3 separate regions of the Mus musculus genome follow, and regions 1 and 2 are each linked to region 3. Evidence: chromatin contacts called from public HiChIP or PLAC-seq and capture Hi-C data. All regions are on one chromosome and are shown on one strand. The core of a region is the stretch at or near the end of the contact, and the rest is flanking DNA. Distances in the headings are between cores, read along the strand shown. Region 1 holds the start of Sec14l4 (SEC14-like lipid binding 4). Region 2 holds the start of Rnf215 (ring finger protein 215). Region 3 holds the start of Uqcr10 (ubiquinol-cytochrome c reductase, complex III subunit X).

The links. HiChIP or PLAC-seq counts read pairs in DNA pulled down with a chosen protein or histone mark. Capture Hi-C pulls out chosen DNA fragments and counts their contacts.
Region 1: an H3K27ac HiChIP or PLAC-seq map of embryonic stem cells shows a contact between it and region 3, with 3 times the contacts expected there. The contact joins the promoter of Sec14l4 here to the promoter of Uqcr10 in region 3. A contact is called at or near these places in 1 of 39 promoter capture datasets (embryonic stem cells), 1 of 115 datasets of contacts at active chromatin or transcription factors (embryonic stem cells) and 1 of 9 other capture datasets (macrophages).
Region 2: a capture Hi-C map of macrophages shows a contact between it and region 3, with 6 times the contacts expected there. The contact joins the promoter of Rnf215 here to the promoter of Uqcr10 in region 3. A contact is called at or near these places in 7 of 39 promoter capture datasets (the 3T3-L1 cell line, the SN4741 cell line, hematopoietic stem and progenitor cells and 3 more), 7 of 115 datasets of contacts at active chromatin or transcription factors (VIP interneurons, acute myeloid leukemia, bone marrow-derived macrophages and 3 more) and 4 of 9 other capture datasets (adipose tissue, embryonic stem cells, liver and 1 more).

Annotation. Positions count from the first base shown.
Region 1 is chr11:4,029,674-4,033,735 of GRCm38.p6, reverse strand. It overlaps Sec14l4 (SEC14-like lipid binding 4), which reads right to left and starts at 1,954. Exons shown (of 12, transcript NM_146013.1): 1 at 1,837-1,954. The coding sequence starts at 1,890.
Region 2 is chr11:4,133,227-4,137,239 of GRCm38.p6, reverse strand. It overlaps Rnf215 (ring finger protein 215), which reads right to left and starts at 2,080. Exons shown (of 9, transcript NM_027859.3): 1 at 1,677-2,080; 2 at 1,283-1,426; 3 at 609-680; 4 at 443-528; 5 at 1-28. The coding sequence starts at 1,967.
Region 3 is chr11:4,701,689-4,705,628 of GRCm38.p6, reverse strand. Uqcr10 (ubiquinol-cytochrome c reductase, complex III subunit X) reads left to right here and starts at 1,285. Exons shown (of 2, transcript NM_197979.3): 1 at 1,285-1,472; 2 at 3,409-3,661. The coding sequence starts at 1,323. The coding sequence ends at 3,453. It overlaps Zmat5 (zinc finger, matrin type 5), which reads right to left and starts at 973. Exons shown (of 6, transcript NM_026015.3): 1 at 908-973. It overlaps Gm51883 (a long non-coding RNA gene), which reads right to left. Exons shown (of 2, transcript XR_003949632.1): 2 at 3,437-3,940.

The DNA of each region.
Region 1 (4,062 bases), core at 705-3,204, 670 kb after region 3:
GGGGCCTGATGATGCACGATGCCGGATACTAACATTTACAGCCTAACACCTAGAGGCCAGTCTGGAAATAACTGGTGCTCTGCAGTTTACTAAAGCCAGCCTCGGTGCAGCTGATGACCCTGCACAAGTAGCCTATGAGATGACTAAACTTCCAGTTAGCTGCTGTGACAGACCGGCCGACACCACCTGAGTTGGCATGGTCTCTTCTCTGGGATTATCACTGTGCAGCTGTGCATTTAACAACGTCTCCTTGGGCTGCAGAGATGGCTCAGCGGTTAAGAGAACTGACTGCTCTTCCAGAGGTCCTGAGTTTAATCCCCAGCAACCACGTGGTGGCTCACAACCATCTGTAATGGGATCTGATGCCCAATTCTGACATGCAGATAAAGTGCTCCTATACACAAATAAATAAATCTACAAACAAACAAACAAACAAACAGACCCCCCCCCCCAAAAAAAAAACAACTTCTCCTCTTTGGCCTTTTTGTTTTTTGGTAAATTCATAGCCGCCCCTCTCTGCCATTCCGTGTGATGTTCTCGGGTGCACACAAGCGGTAGGTTTGAAGCCTGGCTCCCAGCAGGCAAAGGGAGGATTCACACCAGAAAGCAGCTGCATCCTCAGGAGCCAAAGGAAATTTTGTCAGGGGTGGGGGTTGGAGGGTGTGAAAGGGGCCAGTGCCCTGTAAAAAACAAAGCTATACCTATCCTCCCCTCCAGGTGACTTCTAACTCAGCCTGGAGAGAAGCCACCTTACAGTGCCACACTGAAGACTGTGTGTCTGAAGTGTGACCACAGTGGCCCACCCTAGCTCAGGAGGACTCTGGAAGGAAGTGATCCGGGGCAAGGCAGTACAGAGCTCTGGGCCGTCCTTAGCCTCCCCCTCCTTCCTCCTTTCTCTTCCTATATGTTTTAACATAGCAAGCATTTGTTACTTTTAGTTAGTGGAGAAAGTAGGAGTGGCTGGTGGGGTTCTCTATCATAGTCCACTCCCAGAGACCATGTTTCCAGTTCCAAAAGAACTCAGGAGGCACCGGGTGCCTTCTGAGACCATCAGCCCTGGGAGTCTCATCAGAGGGTCCTTCCTGTTCCACTAAGGACCCCTTAATGGCTGAATCTCCAGGTCCCCTCCTTCACCCAGGATTCTCATGTCTCCCTGTAAGGTTCTTCCGCATGGGAGACACTACAAAACAAGCCGTTCATCTCTTGTTCCTTGAGACAGTGTCACTAAATTCAGGCTGGCCTTGAACCCACAATCTTCTGGTCTTTGTCTCGCAAGGCTTGGGATTCCAGACTTAAACACCTTCAGTACCTGTCACAATTCTTAAGCTTCCCCTTCAAACGAGGTTGAATGAGAACCTGGATGGGACTCCCCTTCCTCATAGCCTTTCCCTTCTCCAGGTACAGCCTGCAGGAGGCTCTCAAAAATCAGACCCCTAGCCCCTCTATTTCTCTGTCATAATTAAAAGTAAACAAGTAAGTCTGATAGGGAGAAGACTGGGAACCCGAGCAACAGAAACCAAACCAAACACTGTTGCAATCTGGCAGGGATCTCCTAATCTGCCTGGCAGAAGTCACTGGCCTGGGAACAGAGGCCAGGGATGGGTGGTGGGAGCTGTGCTGGAAGGCTAAACTTGCAAACACACACACGCACACGCACACACGCGCACGCACACACACCGGCAGTTGCTCAGAGGTAGAGAGAGGTCCTAGCCCAGGTGTGCGCGGGAGGCGCTGGCTTCGCCAACCAGTCCCTGCATAAAGCTGTAGCCAATGCGGGCCGCTTGGGTTCTGCTTGGCTCCCGTGCCTTCCCTCCCGCCTCACCCCTCACCCCTTACCCTGGCCAGAGCCTCCTGCTGCTGCGGGCTCAGGTCCCCGACTTGTCCTCTCATGGTGCTCTCTGCTAGGCCTCAGCTGCTGCCACCTTCACAGGGCTTTACTTAGCAGGTCTGCTGCTGATCCCGCCCCAAGGGAGGCCCGCCCCAAGGGAGAATCCCTGTTCCTGCCCCGCCCTACCCAGTGCTCCCCTGTTTTTGTTTTTCTTTTGTTTTGTCTGCCCCAGGTCATCAAGCCTACCTTAAGGGGACAGAGAGGTGACCAGATCTCAAGAGGTGTCCTGAGAGTCTGAGGTAGCAAGTGGCCCTCACCTCCAGGTCTTCACGCGCTTTCAGGGGGTGGGACTGTAGGTGTGTGGGGAGTGGGTGTTAAGAAAGTGCTCACCTAAGGACAGGTACGTGGAGCACACACTTCCGGAGCCAAGTGGGAGTTGAAAATGTCACCACTTCTGAGTCCTTTTGCCCAAGGAGAGCCCAGCCCCCCTCCCCCGACCTTGAACACAGGCTGCGCTCCACAAATGTTTGCTGGCCAGGAGAGCCCTTATTTGCCAAATGGCTCCAGACCTCTAGAAGTTAGGAGGGATTAGGTAAGACCATGTCTCCTGTGTTAGCAGAATGCCTGGCACGGCACACACAGTTTCAACACTCTATGAAGGCCGTCAGCTCAGGCGGGAACTACAGGATGGCCCAGGGGTGAGCCTCTGGGAGGTAGAGGGTGGGAGGCAGCCACACTGAGTAGGCTGACCTCTCTGGGTAGGATGAGAAAACACAGGCTGCCTTGGCATGAATTTTCTGCAAAGCAGGTGGCACCTGAGCAGGGAGGAGATAGTGAAACAGGCCACTGACACCTTTCCCCTCTGTCGTCCCATGGATCAAATTAAGTTTTAGGTAGGGGGTGACCAAGCAAGGGCTCACTGTCCTTTGGACTATTGTCTGTTGGAGATGTGGTTGGTCAGGAACAAGTATGGCCTGTGCTAGGTAGAAACGGCAAATCAGATTTCAATGACTTAGCACCAGAAACAGTAACTATTTTATTCAGTTTTCCTACTGATACATGTATGTTCATATTATAACTTCAGATATTCTGAAATATACAAAATACACTTTTAAAAAAAGACAGGGTTCTTACGTAGGCCAAGATGTTTCAGACTCACTGTGTAACCACGGAGAATCTTGAACTCTTGATCTTTCGGCTTCCACCTCCCCAGTGAAGGGATTACAGGCAGGGGCCATCAAGTCTGGTATTCTGGGTAATTTTATATAAACTTGACACAAGCTAAAGTTATCAGAAAGGAGGGAGCACCTTTGAGAAAGCCTCCATCAGATTAGGCTACTGGCAAATCTATAGAACATTTTCTTTTTCTTTTTTTCTTTTTTTGAGACAGGGTTTCTCTGTGTAGCCCTGGCTGTCCTAGAACTCACTTTGTAGACCAGGCTGGCCTCAAACTCAGAAATCTGCCTGCCTCTGCCTCCCGAGTGCTGGGATTAAAGGCATTACCACCATGCCCGGCAGGACATTTTCTTAATTAGTGATCGATGAAGGGATGGCCCACCCCCTTGTAGGTGGTGACAGCCCTGGGCTGGTGGTCCTGGGCTCTATAAGAAAGCAGGCTGAGCAATCCAGAGCAAGTGAGCAGTCAGCAGCATCCGCCCATGGCCTCTGCACCAGCTCCTGCCTCCAGGCTCCTGCCCTGTGTGAGTTTCTGTCCTGACTTCCTTGAACAGCAGTGTGGAAGTGTAAGCTGAATAAACCCTTTCCCTCCCCAAGCTACCTTGGTCATGCTGTTGTGTCTCAGCGACAGTAGCCCTAACTGGGACACCTGGTTTATATGGCTCTGGAGCTGGAACACAGGACAAGCCTTCTACAGGCTGAGCTATTCCTCAGATGAAAGGACTCAGGGTGGACTCGCACAAAGTGCATTTATTTTATTTTTTCATAGTTTTTATTTTTTGAAACAGGGTCTCACTACGCAGCCCTTGCCAACCTGGAACTCACTGTGTAGACCAGGCTGACCTTAAACCCAGAGATCCTCCTGCCTCTGCCTCGTGAGTGCTGGAATGAAAGGCCTATTTTGTAATCGATAGATTTTCTTCTCTAAGGCAGTTTTAGGAGTCAGTAGGGGTTAAGAACTGTAAAAGGACATGTCCCTGGCTGTGGTTTCAGAGGGAATATTTTCACTGACCTACAAACCCTCTATGTTCTGCTTATTCTTTCTCCCCTTTGAGAAT
Region 2 (4,013 bases), core at 831-3,330, 570 kb after region 3:
GCTGATCTCAGCAGTAGCCTGGGTCCTCCTGAGAGGAGAGTCATGGGTGGGAAGCAGACAGAAGGCCTTTGGGAAGGGAGGCCTACACTCATCCTCTTGCAGTGGATACACAAGGACACTGTTGCCATAGGCCTTCTGATTTGGCTCCCAGACTTTTCCTGGCTGCTCTTTGCCCGTGTTTTTACGCAGCCAGACCAAGGAATAGCCTGTCAGCCAGGCATCCAGCTTCCTCATGCTGGACTAGTCCCCTCTGCCCATAGGGCAGCTCTTTTCCCAGATCTTGCCTCTCCTTCCCATGCCATCCCCCAGTTTCAACCTTAGGAGTTTAAGGGCCAACAGGTAAGGGCCTTCTTCAGAGATAGTCTCCTCCCCTAGAGCCCATCGAAAAGCAAGAGACCCACAGCACTCAGGCATCAGACCACCCAGAACAAACGGAACTCACTGCAGAAGGGCCTCCAACAGCTTGGTGACATTGGAGGAGTAATGGAGAACAATCACTGGCCTCAGCAGAAGCTGGGATACATCCAGCTGCAGGAGACAGGCAGGGTCAGCAGGCTTCCGGCCCCTGTCCCCTCACCTGCTCACCCTCACAGTCCAAGCCAGGTTACCTCTCGGACCACACTGTGGTTTAAGATGAGGAGAAGCAGGGCAGAGGCTCCCAGGAAAAGGGCTCGACGCATCTGCAAGGGAAGACGGAAGGTGGGAGGCTGTCACACACCTGCCTTACCCACGGCCCCAGCTCTCAGGAGCCCGACATCTGGATAGACTAGCTATAAGCTCCCTGAAGTCAAGCCAAAGCTAAGGGATGGTTTTGGAGGCCGAAGAGATAATGACAGCCAAAGGCAACACACGATGGTTGTGGACTAAGGCAATATTTAGTTATGGAACATAGATCACAACATTTTATAGATGCTAACTTTCCTACACCATAGTTACATAAAGAATATTCTTGATTTTAAGAAATTTGTACATTATCATGTGTGTGAGAAACTTATGCTCCTTTCATTCTGTAGGATCCAAAATTCTTTTCATTGGCCCTAGTCCTAGCAAAGCAGCTCTCCACCCTTGCCAGCTCCTATCACCAGAGCAGGTCCACTTTCCCCAGCAAGTCTCTCCACCTCCTCCCCATCACACTGCTTTGATGCTCCATACTGGTGTTTGCTGACCCACTCGGGCCCAGGGCTTCTCTGGAAAGGCTCCTCATAGGCCACCTGTTAGCCTGGCTCTAGCAGATGTTTCGAATGCATTTTCTTTCTCCCCTTCCCTCAAACACCCTTTGCACCTGCTGGACCAGAGCCTTGGGATATGCCTTCTGGCTACTGCCTTGATTCTCTTGGTGGAACTGGGCGACCTGCTCTTTGCCCACATATGCCACTGCAATCCAGCCATCTACGGGTATCTCTTGCTCAGCATCCACGACATCCATCTGTGTAACGAGGAGCCATGAAAAGAAGGAGGCAAGGGGAATAGAAGAGGCAGCCCGGGTCTGCCACAAAGCACGCAAGGTCAGGGTACGGGTACGGGAATGAGTGTGGAAGGGGCATGTGGCTGTCAGGTTTGCCAACTCCTGAAGGCTGGGAAGTAGTAGCATTCTGGGCTGTCAAGGGCTAGCTTCTGGATGAAGACAGCGGGGTCTATCCGAGGGTCATGGCAAGTTTAGGCGGGGCTGAGCTCACCAGCAGCAGGCGGCCACCCAGCAGAGGTTCCGGACCGTCTTCCGGACCGATTCTGACGCCCTCCAAAACCAAGGCGTCCTGCCGCGGCAGTTTCACATCCACTCGCACTGAGCGGGCTCCGCCCCGTCCCTCCCCGGTCGCCGGCTCGCTGCCGTCCGCCGCCGCTCCCGGGCCCATCAGGCCCAGCCACAAAGGCAGCAGAGGCAGCAGTAGCAGCAGCGGCGACGGCGGCGATGGGGGAGGGGGCGGCAACGAAGGCGACCTCAGCGCGGGGCGATCGGCAGAGCCCATGATCCGACCGGAGAGGTGGCGAGGCCGTAGTCTAAGGTCCCGGGGACCGGGAGAACAGAGTGAGCCAGGCCGCGCCGGACAGGGCGGGGCTCGGCACCGGGAGGGGCGGGGCCGCAGCCGGAGGGGGCGGTGCGGGGAGGGGGGGGCTGAGTTGGTGCTTGACAGCGAGAGCGCCTCCTGGTGGCTCCTGAGAAACCTAATGTAGGAGGCCTGAGGAGCTGCGATGGAGCAAATACCTTAGAGCCTTGGAGAGCTCACCAAGTTGTCTGTCAGTGGAGATAGGTGCGGTTGTCTCAGGATTGGAGAAATGTAGGGGCGAGGGAGGTATAAGGGTCTGGGCTGATTGACCTACGGTGTTGTCAAGGCTATGTCTCATCCTCCTCTGGGTCAGTGTTCTTTCATGGGATCAGCGAGCAGGCTGCAGAGAATCACAGAAAGCAGATGGGGAGACTGAGGCCATGGTTTTAAAGGAGCAGGGAGGAGGGCTGGGCACACGAAGCTGTACAAACCAGGCAGAGCCATAGTGGCACGGAGCACTGGGCTGTCCTCGCCTGTAAAATGGACTTGATCTAAACCTGCACTGCCTTGCTTCTAACATGATCGCCAGTGCTTACTGGAATGAGAAGGTTCCGCTTTTGTCCGAAAATTTGTCCTTCAGCCCAGAGGTTTGTGGTTGCTGGTAGCTGGCTCAATCTGAAACCTGAGCCTTTTACAAATTGTACCCTGATAAAAGGGCAAAGAGCTAATGAGCTGCAACACCCCCTCCCACTTTGTAATAAAATATTAAAATCTACAGAAAATAGAAACCTGGTTAGCCACCAGGATGCAATGACTAAAATATTCCCAGAAGGAGACAGAGATGTAGAGAAGAAGCTCGGCTGGCCTGCAAACAGGGAATTGACATAAAATCAGTCAGCACATATGTAAAATTGGTTGTCAGAGGAGGTATTGCACTTGGGGACCTGGGAGGAGGTGCTATGGCTTGCTCTTTGCTAAATCACAACAAAGTTAGGTACCACCGGGAAAAGACGTGAAATTGGACCCCTACTGCACCGTGCATAAGGAAAACCATGTGAATTAAAGACTCAAATACAACTTTAACATTTTAATAGAGAACACGATTTTGATGATTTCAAGTGCTTGAGAGCTGTTTGTTTGTTTTTTTGGTCTTGTTTTTTTTGTTTGTTTGTTTTTGTTTTTGTTTTTTTGTTTTTTCAAGACAGAGTTTCTCTGTGTAGCCCTGGCTGTCCTGGAGCTCACTTTGTAGACCAGGCTGACCTCCGACTCAGAAATTTTCCTGCCTCTGCCCCCCAAGTGCTGGGATTAAAGGTGTGCGCCACCACACCCGGCTTGTTTGTTTTTAATGACAGAAAAACTACATTATGATGGGCATGCCTGTAATCCCAGCACTTGGGAGGGTAAAGCAGGAGTTTGAGACCAGCCTATTATACAGTGAGACCCTCTTTAAAAAAAAAAAAAGATGTTAAATGACGTGTGTAGCAACTGGAGAGATGGATCAGTAATTAGAGCACTGGCTGCTCTTTCAGAAGATCTGGGTTTAATTCCCAGCACCCACATGGACTGCGAGTTCACAATTGCTTGAGAGTCTCAGAGGATCTGTCGCCCTCTTCTGGCCATTGTAGGCTACTGCATGTGTATGGTACACTTCATGCCTGTGCAGCAGGCCAACACTCATAGAATAAAATAAAAATGAAAAAAGTTCTTACATAGAAAATAGGGTTGGTAGGATGTCTCAGTGGGTAAAGCCTGGTGACCTGAGGGCCTGTGTTTTATCCCTGGGACTCATATGACAGAAGAAGAGAGCCAACTCCTGCAGTGTCCTTTGGCCTTCACCCATGACTTGACATTCCCCCACTCACATCCATATTTTGACGTACATTTCCACACATGTGCCATGATACATGCGATCTCCTTGCATGCAGAACTAGATATAAAAATGTGCTGGGCAGTTTTATATCAACCTGACACAAGCTGGAGTCATATGAGAGGAGAGAACCTCAGTTAAGAAAATGCCTCCAAGCCAAG
Region 3 (3,940 bases), core at 36-2,535:
GCTTGCTCTGTCTATCCTACCTACCAAAATGCATCTCAAATCTGACCATTATTCTAAACCTCTCTACTCTAAATTACCTACCTCTGCAATTTCTTCTCTTCAGTTTTTGCTCTAGCAAGAAGTCAGAACGATAACATTAAAATGTAAATAGACCTCAAAGCATTCCAGCTTAAACCCATTCAGTGACTCCCTAGTGCAATTAGGAAAAGAATGACTCCTTACCCAGGACGGGATTCAAGGCCAGACTAGAGATGACTTCAGGCCACCTACTCATTAGAGGCCACTCTACACTTTCTCAAGCACCCCAGCAGTGCAGTTGCCTCTAGAAACATTATCCTGTTTACCCTGCTACAATATATTCAGTCCTCCATTAAGCGGCTACTCAGGTTTAAAGAGCAAGCAATCCGTCCAAGCATTTGGGTTTTCTCTTTTACAAAGTATTAGTTTCCAGAAGTGCTGGGCTTCCCCATCGCCCACGCACCACGGCCAGAGCGCTCCAGGAGAGCTGGGAACCTTTCTTTTACTGGGGATCATCTCAAGACCCCGAGGGGATACTCAGAAAAGTACGGTGCCTTTTACAACCAGGTCACCCATCTCCGAAGCCGGGGTTCTTGGCTTTAAAGCCTACGCTCTGGAGAACAGGAAGCAAGTGCAAAGCCACTTTCCCCCCTGAGACGTGGCTTAAGAGTTAGAACTGCAGGACCCGACTTTTGCCACCCCCAAACCTACATCTGGAGTAGGTTCAAAGGACGTTAGGCAGAGAGTCGAGATGCAGCCACAGAAACTCAGGTTCCCTGCCTCTGTATTCACTCCCCATGCCAGAAAAAGCGGATAGCGCGGACTTAGAATGAAATGCCTACTCTTCTGATTGGGAAAAGAGCCTAAAACTTGGACGCGGATGTCTCACCAAAGATACCTGGTTCCGGGCTCCTCCTCTTGAGTCCTCGCGTTGCGCTCTGCTCGCTGGGATTTGTAGTCCTTCCTAAGGTACCGAGAAGGCGGAATACGAAGGCGAGACAGCACTGGGGAAGATGGGTAAGCTAAGGGGCTTTCGGGACTTGTAGTTCAAAATAGCCAAACGCAGGAAATGGTTGAGGAGAAAAACTGAGAAATAAGTCTTATCAAATTTTGGTTGTGTGGAATATGAACATTGTAATAAACTGTTACCCTGTGCACATTATCAGTTTCTTTAATGGTTCAAAATGTCGACTCTGAGATACAGAGAAACTACAATTCCCATAAAGCAGGGCGCGTTGAAACTTTTGGAGCAAGACATTGGGTTCTACGCAAGCGCAGTGGCGCGAGTTCGGCAGTGAGGCAACATGTCGTCGCCGACGATCCCTTCGCGCCTGTACTCCTTGCTGTTCCGCAGAACTTCCACCTTTGCCCTCACCATCGCAGTGGGCGCCCTGTTCTTCGAGCGAGCCTTCGATCAGGGCGCAGACGCGATCTACGAGCACATCAACGAGGGGGTGAGGGCCTGGGCCATCCTGACCTTGGGCCCGCCTGAAGGGTGACTGGGAGGGAGGTAGGACGGAACTCAATCAAGTCTTACCAGGTCTGGGGTGAACTGTGCCCGTTAATACATCTATTTCTCTTGACATGGTGCGAGGCCTAATTGGTATGTCCTGTCACACAGTTCCACATATTCATTTGCGAAAGCTAACTCCTGACTCCTGAGACATCAGAGGACTTACGGGTCTGAACCACTCCATTAAGTCGGTGGTGAGTTGGAACTCCGACCCCTGCCGTCCTTGCTAGTTTCAAGGGCAGATTTCAGCAAGGCAGTCGTTAAAAGTAGGTCTCCTTAGACCATGTGGCTGACCTTTTAAAATTGATGTTTCAGTTCCGAAGGCCGCCCACGTAGGCTCTTTGGATTAAACGTGAAGACTATGAAACCTCAAGCCCTAACTGGCAATACTGGACTTAAAGCACTTAACCGTGGTATTGAATAAAGGTCATAGTGGATCAAAGATCCTGGGATACAGATGAGGTGCTACCGTTCATACTTAATGATACCACTGAAAGATAGCATCCTGGGAAAATGTGGGGATGAATATAAAGTAGGAAATGGCGAGCCCTCTTTGACTTAACTGTCCCACACTCTGTGCATGTTTTATGTCAAAGGTTGTGAGAGTATTGGGGAAGGTATGTTACTGATGGCCAGCATGTTCATCGACTGGTTTCTTTTTCTCGAGACAGGGTTTCTCTGTGTAGCTATTGCTGTCCCGGAGCTAGATGGTAGACAAGGCTTGGCCTTAGACTCACCCTCCTGCCTCTGCCACCTGAGTGTTGGGATTGTAGGCCTGAGCCACCACCGACCAGCTCCTTCACTGAGTGGCCTTCCTTCTTGCCTTCCTTCCTTTCTTACCTCTTTTGGTTTGTTTTTAAATTTTGTTGTTTTAATTTTATTTGCTTATGTTGTGTCTGCATGTACATCATCTGTGCTAGGAACTGGACGCAGGTCCTCTGGAAGAGCAACCAGAGTACCCTTAGCCACTGAGTCGTCTCTCCAGCCCCCTCAGGGCTCTCTGACCTGCTGCCCAGACAGGCTCTGTCTACTAGTTGCTGTATTTCCTCTGGTGGGGTAGCTTCCTGTCCATATGAAAGTGTTGCCACTCTGATCTTTTTTTTTTTTTTTTTTTAAGATTTATTTATTTAGTATATATAAGTACACTGTAGCTGTCTTCAGATACTCCAGAAGAGGGCATCAGATTTCGTTACGGATGGTTGTGAGCCACCACGTGGTTGCTGGGATTTGAACTCCGGACCTTTGGAAGAGCAGTCAGCGCTCTTAACCACTGAGCCATCTCGCCAGCCCCCACTCTGATCTTTTATAAGCATTTCCAAGTATCGAAAGTTGTCTTAAGTACACTGTCAGAATTCCCCCATTTTCCCGTGCTTCTAGGAATGGGAATTGTGTAACCACTTTAGGTCTGAAGAATAAAAAGTGACTCAATGTGAAATTTGGGGGTGGGGGTGGGGGAAGCATTTTCTAGGTGCTGTTTTTTAATAATGAAGAAACTGGGACGTTCTTGCAACCTATCTTACTGTCTTGTACAAGTGCTGGTTTCCCTTCCCACCTAGTGTGGTTAATGGAGTAGGAGTGATTTGTTATGTTGCTTTTTTGTGTGTTTTGGTTTGGATTTTGATTTTTCAGACAGGGTTTATCTGTGTAGTGGCTGTCTTAGAGCCCACTCTGTAGACCAGGCTGACCTTGAATTCAGAGGCCCACCTGCTTCTGCCTCCCAAATGCTGGAATCAAAGGGTGTACCGCCACCGTCTAGCTCAGCTACATTGTTAACTCTTTCAACACTGATTTCTCTGCTCTTCTCTTTGGACAGCTAGAGTTATTGTAAAATGTGAGGACAAAGGTTAACGGTGAACTGCCTTGTGTTTTAAATGCAGAAACTGTGGAAACATATAAAGCACAAGTATGAGAACAAGGAGTAACACCCTGCCCCTGTGGGACCCGAAGGAACAGTCGCCGGTCAGCTGTTTGCCTGGAGTTGGGGCCTCAGCCTAAGGATGAGTTTCAAGTTGCCGTTCACCGACCGCCAGTGTGTGGGCAAGCTATGGCTCCACTGTACAAACAGACTCACTTCTGCTGTGTTTGAGTACAGCTGTCAGCAAATAAATGCAAAGTGCTCATGAGACCGGCTTTTGCACGAGTCCTTTATTAACTTCCTGATCTCCGCTTGGTAGTTGAGACCGTGCCCAAGCCCCATGCAAACTCCTGAAGACTCTACCATTTGGAGTTGTTCCATTCACGTCCCAAGAATCCTAGTTTGAACTCATCAGCCTGAATAGAGGTTATCTTTAAACCAATAGTCCCAGTCTTTTGTTCTTATTTAATATAAATGGGTGTTGTGGTGCCCAAGGAAGCATTAGATCTCCTGCAACTGGGGGGTACAGATGGTTGTAAGCTACGTGTAGGTGC